2 separate regions of the Mus musculus genome follow, and region 2 is linked to region 1. A link is a contact called in public ChIA-PET data. All regions are on one chromosome and are shown on one strand. The core of a region is the stretch at or near the end of the contact, and the rest is flanking DNA. Distances in the headings are between cores, read along the strand shown. Region 1 has its middle 96 kb from the start of Gm30799. Region 2 overlaps Sipa1l1 (signal-induced proliferation-associated 1 like 1).

The links. ChIA-PET counts read pairs in DNA pulled down with a chosen protein or histone mark.
Region 2: a contact with region 1 is called in an RNA polymerase II ChIA-PET map of memory CD8 T cells, with 857 read pairs. The contact joins two enhancer-like sites. A contact is called at or near these places in 11 of 39 promoter capture datasets (the 3T3-L1 cell line, 3T3-L1-derived adipocytes, the C10 cell line and 5 more), 1 of 15 datasets of contacts at CTCF or cohesin (pro-B cells), 12 of 484 Hi-C or Micro-C datasets (CD4 T cells, CD8 T cells, the G1E-ER4 cell line and 7 more), 22 of 115 datasets of contacts at active chromatin or transcription factors (CD8 T cells, the NIH/3T3 cell line, the SCID.adh cell line and 16 more) and 3 of 9 other capture datasets (adipose tissue, liver and pancreatic islet).

The regions. Positions count from the first base shown.
Region 1 is chr12:82,163,438-82,167,139 of GRCm38.p6, reverse strand. No RefSeq gene overlaps it. Among named protein-coding and RNA genes, the nearest start is that of Gm30799, 96 kb to the right of the region's middle. Within about 2 kb of position 1,354, at least 10 of the 459 cell types and tissues checked have an H3K27ac peak or open chromatin away from gene starts, as enhancers often do. A contact at or near this core is called in memory CD8 T cells and regulatory T cells, where this site is marked.
Region 2 is chr12:82,347,845-82,351,914 of GRCm38.p6, reverse strand. The region is part of intron 2 of Sipa1l1 (signal-induced proliferation-associated 1 like 1); the gene reads right to left. Among named protein-coding and RNA genes, the nearest start is that of Sipa1l1, 39 kb to the right of the region's middle. Within about 2 kb of position 1,629, at least 51 of the 459 cell types and tissues checked have an H3K27ac peak or open chromatin away from gene starts, as enhancers often do. A contact at or near this core is called in memory CD8 T cells and regulatory T cells, where this site is marked.

The DNA.
Region 1 (3,702 bases), core at 105-2,604:
ATGTGGAGGTCAGAGGCATATAGCACACAACCTGTTCTCACCTCCAATCCTGTAGATTCTGGGAACTGAACTCCAATCCTCAGGTCCCTTTACCCACCAAGTCATCTCATGTCACCATCAGCCCATGCATCTATTTACGGATCAGACCTTCCTAACACCCCTGGATATTATAAATCAGTTCTTACTCAGTAATGTAACAGTTTGGCCCTTAAACAATGGCTGACCAACACTGCACTATTCTGAAGGCCACCTGTTTTACGAATCCCAAAGAGCTCTTTGAAACGGTCCACCCAAGTGTTAGCCAAATCTATTAACTTTTTTCAGCACTTTTTATGAGGCCCTGATGAAGGACGCCGGATTCCAAAATCCAGTGTTGGTTAAAAGTGACGAGTTTGTTACTTCAGCTCCATGTAGTTTAACTCTGCCCTAACGTGGGATTCCTTATTCTCCCAGCTACAGAACAGTACTCGTTATACATCTGAAACAGCAATTGCTTTATAATCAATTAGCTTCCTGTGTTAAATTACAGAGGAGCCACCATGCTTCCCTCTCCACTCTATAAAGACAAATGTCACGAGGTCCCCTTCACCAAACCACTGCGCGTTACTGAAAGCGCCCCTGCTCCTTTCATCTGTGAAACAAAGAGGACAGGAAAAAAAGAAGCTGAACACACCCCCTTCCTGGACACTCCGCCTGTCTGCGTGTGCCTGCACACTCTATCTGATTTACCCTGCCGGGACACAGGCTCTCTGCTTTGCTTTCTGCCACTGACAGCAACCTCTCAGATCTTAGCTGAGATTAACTTCCTGCTCTGTGTCCTACCCTGATCCTCTCCAACTGAGGGACATCGACTCTGTAACTGTACGTTACTGGCGTAGAGCAGAGAAGTTTCCCTCTCTAGTGAACCATCTCTCTTTTGCACATGCGTATGAACGGGATGCTTTCATTCGCTGTGTATAGAGTTCAGAGGACACACTTGGGATCAGTCCCCACCTTCTTTTGACCGGGTTTAAAGCAAGGTCTCTCTCTTTGTCATTTATGGCTGAGCTACACCCTCCAGGCTGCCCTGCCCTGGAGCTTCCAGGATCCTCCCATCTCTGCCTCCCATAGGAGCACCTGGATTGCAGATAAACACTACCGTATAGGTTCTTGGGATCGGAACTACAGAGAGCACCTCACCCACTGAGCCATTCCCCGGCTCCTGAAGCTTTTTCTTCCATGGACTTATAGGCATTCTGTAATATGCACTGTGATGGTTCAAATATGTTTGGCCCAGGGAGTGACACTATTAAGAGGTGTGGCCTTGTTAGAGGAAGTATGTGACTGTGAGAGTGAGAGAGCCCCCCTCCTAGCTACCTGGAAGACAGCAGTCTTCCTGTTTGCCTTCAGAACAAGATGCAGAACTCTCAGCTCCCCCTCTTGCACCGTGCCTGCCCAGATGCTGCCATGTTTCCTGCCTTGATGATGAAGGACTGGACCTCTGAACCTGTAAGCTAACCCCAATTAAATGTTGTCCTTTCTAAGAGTCGCCTTGGTCATGGTGTCTCTTCACAACAATGGAAACCCTAGCTAAGACATGTACCATGGTAAAAGTAAGGCATTTTCTACATTCCACATCTGCCCTTGCTTCATTTCAAATCTAGAGTCTTTGGGGAGAGCGTGTTGAGGCCCTGCTGTCTTCCCTCCCTTCCCTTCCATTCTCCTGCAGCCACTGGGAGCAGCCTCTCACTGGCTACTCCGTGGGAACTGGTATCCTCAAAAACAGCAATGAAATCTCATCCTAAACTCTGTGTGTCCTCACCTGGCTGGACCTCTTGGCAGCAGGGACGAAGCCAAGCAGACTCACCTTTGGAAACTCTTTCTGCTCCTTACCTCTGATGAAGAGTCAGTCCTACCATTCAGCCTTTTAGTCTCACACCTCCATGGACATCTGTCTTCCCCTCATGCCATCCTCTCTCACCTCATGGTGACCTTACCACGCTGGTGATGACTTTCAAGACCTTAGCAGTCTGGTGACTATGGCAAACTGACCGCTACCCATTTTACACATCCAGGCCAGTCATCACATCCCACAAACTCCAGACTGTCCATCCATATCCTTACTCAGCACCCCAATATGCAAACATCTCACATCTAAAACTAGAATGCTCAAGGTATCCTCCACCCCAAAACCAGTGTGCTATGATCTCCTCCACTTCAGTGAATGCTGCCCTCCCAGAGTTCCAGAAACCCAGAGGAAACTTCTTAATGCCATTCTTAACTTCTCTGTTTTCTCACAGCACACATCCAAACCATGAATCCATACTGTTGGCCCTTCCTTCAGAACGTGTCCACCCGTGGTAACTCTTCCTCTCTGCTTCAAGCCATTCCCCACCCGATTGTCACAATGGTGCCCCCTCTTAGTCTCCATGTAGTCTACCTACTCTGCACTCTGCCACTAATATCTAATCTGCATGTTTGATGTAGCGTGTGGAGCTTACATAAGTCAGATCATCTCACCTTGCTGCTCAGAGACTTCCCAGAGATTCTCATGAAACTTGAAGAAAATAATAATATTAAAACACAAGTTCCCGTTTCAATCTAAAAAATTATATTGAGTTGCCATTCAGTACACCAGAGGGCCTGTGGCCAGGACCTACCTACCCACCACCCTTATTCCCCTGTCACAAACACACAAACTCTTAGTCCTGTAGTAAACATGGCATGGAATTTGCATATAACCTGCACATATCCTCCAGAATACGTTAAATTATTATTATCCTCTTCATATTACCTACAATACATAACAGTGTCATACAGAATTGTTCAGGAAATAGTGACTCCCCTCACACACCAAAGTCTGTATATGGCTAAGACACTGGTTAGTTTTTTCTCATTTTAATTTCTTTTCAATTAATTATTTTTTCACTTTACATCCTGATCACAGTCCCCTTCTTTCCTCAGTTCCCCAAGCACTAGTTAGGTGTGTGTGTGTGTGTGTGTGTGTGTGTGTGTGTGTGTGTCGTGTGTGTGTGTGTGGTGTGTGTGTGTGTGTGTGTGTGGTGTGTGTGTGTGTGTGTGTGGTGTGTGTGTGTGTGTGTGTGTGTGGTGTGTGTGTGTGTGTGTGGTGTGTGTGTGTGTGTGTGTGTGTGTGTGTGGTGTGTGTGTGTGTGTGTGGTGTGTGTGTGTGTGTGTGTGTGTGTGTGTGGTGTGTGTGTGTGTGTGTGGTGTATGTATGTGTGTGTGTGGTGTGTATGTGTGTGTGTGTGGTGTGTGTGTGTGTGTGGTGTGTGTGTGTGTGTGTGTGTGTGGTGTGTGTGTGTGTGTGTGTGGTGTGTGTGTGGTGTGTGTGTGTGTGTGTGTGTGTGGTGTGTGTGTGTGTGTGTGTGTGTGTGTGTGGTGTGTGTGTGTGTGGTGTGTGTGTGTGTGTGTGTGTGTGTGTGGTGTGTGTGTGTGTGTGGTGTGTGTGTGTGTGGTGTGTGTGTGTGTGTGTGTGTGTGTGTGTGTGTGTGTGTGTGTGGTGTGTGTGTGTGTGTGTGCAAGTATATCTTTCATCCATGGTTGTTTGAATCTATGAGGATGTAGAACCAACAAGCATAGAAGGTGAACTCTGTTCTCCAACCTCCTCCTTTGCAGCCGCAGTGATAACCCCCCTGTCCTTAAATACATTAACCAGGTACTCTCCTGCCTCAGGCCTCACATCTGCTAAGCCCTCTTCCAGGA
Region 2 (4,070 bases), core at 380-2,879, 180 kb before region 1:
CACAATGAAACCCTTGGTAGAGGGCTTCCTCACACTGGGACCAGAAGTGTGGATTGACAGCAAGCATTGCAGGAACCAGCATGGCAACACATGTCAAAGCCACAAACACAGTAACTCTAATCTTAGAGTTCCCCAAACTGACTCCACAGAAAAACAGCTGAAACTCCCCCATTTCCTTAGAAAAGACAGTAAGTGACATGGTGGGGGTAGAGCTGCAAACACCAGCAGTGAGTGGTCCTACTAGGAGACAAGGGCTCAGGCCACTGTACAAGCCCAAATCGCAATCAGCTCACCCTTTCTCACACTCCACACTTGCTATCTCACGAAGCAGAGCGCCTGGTGGGTTCCTAGCCAGGCCACTGTTAGGACAGCTTACCCTATCAACTCTAACTTCTAATATTTCCATTCGCCAGAGAATCTGAGCGAATCTCGGAAGGAGCCTGAGCAAAGCACGGGTTTCCTGAAGCCGTTCACTCCTGTTCTATCTGTCCCTGTGTATTGCATTCTTTCAATGGTATCAGTGTTGGAGAAGACAACGCAAGAAGAACTGACGACTGTAAACAACAGCAACAGAAATGAGGTGGGAAACAGCTGCTTTTAAAATAAAAATTAAGTTGGCAGGATAGGAGGTTTTTTAAAAGCCATCTGTTTAAAGAAACTTCTGGAGAAGCATGCCGCATAGAATTCCTGTCTCATCCCCAAAGAGCTTATTCTAATTGTAAAGGTTGACCTTTCATGGAAACCCAGGACCGGGTACCTCAGTTAAAAGGGCAGGGAACCAATGGGGACATGCGTGCAGGGCTGGCCACATGCCAGGGTTCTGTCCCAAAGACTGCACTGAGGCTGTGATTTCTGTTGTGCAAGAGTGAGCACCACAGCTATAAAGCACTCAGCACTCGGAGGGTCCAAGTCATCTCGACAGGCAACTCTTGAAAATGGGGCAGTAGGCATGGTGGGCTACGCCATAGTCCTGGGGACATGGGGCTGGAGAATCACTAGTTAGTTGGGTTAGATAATGAAACCCTGACTGGAAAGAGAGAGAAAGGAGAGGGAGGAAGAGAGGGAGGGAGGTTGGCTTGAGAGGTGGGGAAAAAAAAGCTGAATCAAGGTTTGCCACTTAAAACATTTTCAAGGAGTGGAGAGAAATCTTACAGGAAGGAGTGATTGCCTAGCAATGTCGAGTCTTTGGGTTCAATCCCTAGAACTGCAAAACTCAATCCATCAATCAATCAAACAACCAAACAACCAAAAGCAAACGGCATTTGCTTAAGCACACCCCAACAGTCGCCTTACCTGCCAACAAAAAACAAATTTTATTATTAAGTTATGTTAACCTTAATAAACTCCATCAAATTATAACAGAAAAAATATAAAACTATCTAATAAAGGGGAAACGAGTTACAGAATTATGAGGTTTTTATTGGCAAATGTCTAATTATTATCTTTCAAAAACTATATTCCAATACACGTTAAAAAGTTGAAAGTAGCTAAGGCAATGCTAGAATTCAGCCTTAGCAAATCCATCCACACGCGTATGTGAGTTCACAATAGTGAAAATCAGACACAGTGAGGGGTTCCTGTTTGTACAGAGATCAATTGGTGGTTGGTTCATTCTCACAAAACCACTATAACCACACAGCTACTTGAGGTCTCATTTCCTGGAGAGAGAAGAAAAGGAACCTCACTCATTACTGGGTATCTGCAGAATAATAGCACAAAGCCACACACACACACACACACACACACACACACACACACACACACACACACACGCGCGCGCGCGCGCGGGGGGGGGGGGGCTCTCAGCCATCATACCCAATGCTACATAGAATACCCAAGTCCCTCATCTCAAAATACACATTGGTATCAAACACTCCCTTATAAGACATTCTACAAGCAATCTAACTTGTGGTCCTGGTTGCTGAGGTGTGTTTTGATTGCTGTGGCAAAATATAACCCTATAGTGTCCCATAGAAACAAGGGCATCATGGTGACTGAATGAGTTCTGTGAGGGCCTGAGCTTGGAAGATGGCAAGGCTTGGAGGACAGGCAAGGCTCCTTCATGGACAGGACAAGATGAAAGGCTAACAGTGCTCAAGGGGACAGGGAAGCAAACACTGCTGTATGCACTGTGGAGGGAGGAGGGAGGAGGGAGGAGGGAGGAGGAAGGAGGAAGGAGGTACTCCCAAGGTACAAGTCAGGCCTTCTCCTGCCTCCCCTGCTCATTGCCCTTTCACCCCACAGTGACAACTTTCCCAGTGCTAGCTCTGTCTGTGTTAGGGGAGGCCACACTGGAGCAAGAGCCCCTCAGAGCTGCTCGGAAGAACTCAGGTCACACTTGCACTTGTGTTGAAAACAGGATCAGACAACCAGAAAAACCACAAAGAACAAAACAGAAGAAAAGTAGAATACGCAACTCCAGAGACACAGATAACTTGAAGAAAGCTCAGGAAAAAAAAAATCTAAAAATAATACCACTAAAGTGGGGAGAAGAGCAAACACAAGACAGTGATGAGGGAACACTATCAGGAGAAACACAGGAAAACAAAAATACAACTGCCCAAAAAAACAAACTCAGTGAAAGGGCTGTTTAAGTAGAACTGCCACACTGCTCCAAGCTCAGAACACAGAACTGAGTAACAGGTCACCATTCAAATAGCTCCACAGAGAAAGCTGAGTACAGTGGCCTGGGCCTGCAACTCCTTCTGTGGGGACCAAGACAGGAGAGTCACTGGGACTTGCTGGCCAGCCAATCCAGCCAATGGTGGATATCAGGTTAGTAAGAAGCCTGAAGAGATACAGCAAATGTAATGGAGCAGGATGCCTACGTCCTCCTCTGACATCTGCATAAGCATCCATAGCTACATCATTTGTGCACACACCACACATTCACCACACAGCTTCAACAAAATAACATTTTAAAATGCAAATCCAAGCATTCAACTATCAACTCAAAAGAAGTTCCAGGAAGAAGAGGCAAAGGAATTAAAGATTACAAGTTTTAATCATAAATATCAACATTTAAAGATTTCTCATTTATCATAATAACAATAACTAGATTCTATAGCTAGCAAGAGGGCAGAAGTCTACTCTGTGTGCCTCTACCCTGCTTGCTACCCTCCCATGCCACAGAGACACCGCCTGGTGGAGCAGTGACCCCTTTCCCAGTCCTGACCCTCAGCCTGTCTGTGTTAAGGGAGTCCCTCAGAACCAAATGGGAAGAACTCACAAAATAGGTACGAAAGATTATCTGAACTAAGTACGTACACAAATGAACACATGGTTATTTCTATATTTAAAACCAGTACAAAAGTGTTAGCAGTAGTTCTGGGACTAGAAAATACACTTTAGTGTCTGTATTGCCATACTATTTCCTGTAACAAGCTAACCTATTTATGCTTGGGGAGGGGGAGATGTGTTTTTGTTTTTGAAGCATGGTCTCTTTATGTAGCCCTGGCTGTCATGAAACTCATTATGTAAACAGGCCAGCCGGGAATTAGAGCTTGCCACTGCCTCTAAATGCTGAATTAAAGGTGTGCACCTCCACAACCAGTTCCATTTATGGTTTCGTCTGAATCTTTTTGTTTCAAGTCGGCTCTTCTCCTGGCTAGAACGAAGGCTCGGCACGCCTCTATTTGCAGCAGCCACTGATACACAACACTGAGTGTCCTGTAGGAAGAACTTGCAGTTGGTTCAGTTACCTGAGTCTCTGGCCCTGGGGTCTGTCTGTGGTAGTCAGGCAGCAAGTCACACATACTCTGCCAGTCCTTGGCTAGTAAGGACCTAATCATGGAAGATGGCGGGACAGGAAGTAACATGGCTAGGCACTTGCTGCCTTGGTGGGGACTTATCTGTTGTTCATCTTTCTCCATTACACCGGACAAAACGTTTGTTAACATGACCCTGTCTGAGGTTCTCCTTGTCTAATTTTGTCTCCTCTCCCCTGTTCTCTAATGCTGCAAGGTTGCTCCGCACGCTCTGCTTCCTTTCCATCTATACTCCACAGGTGCCTATCAGACAACCTGGCTAGTTAAATGAAAGACGGTCCCTGGCAAAGACCGGCTTCTGAA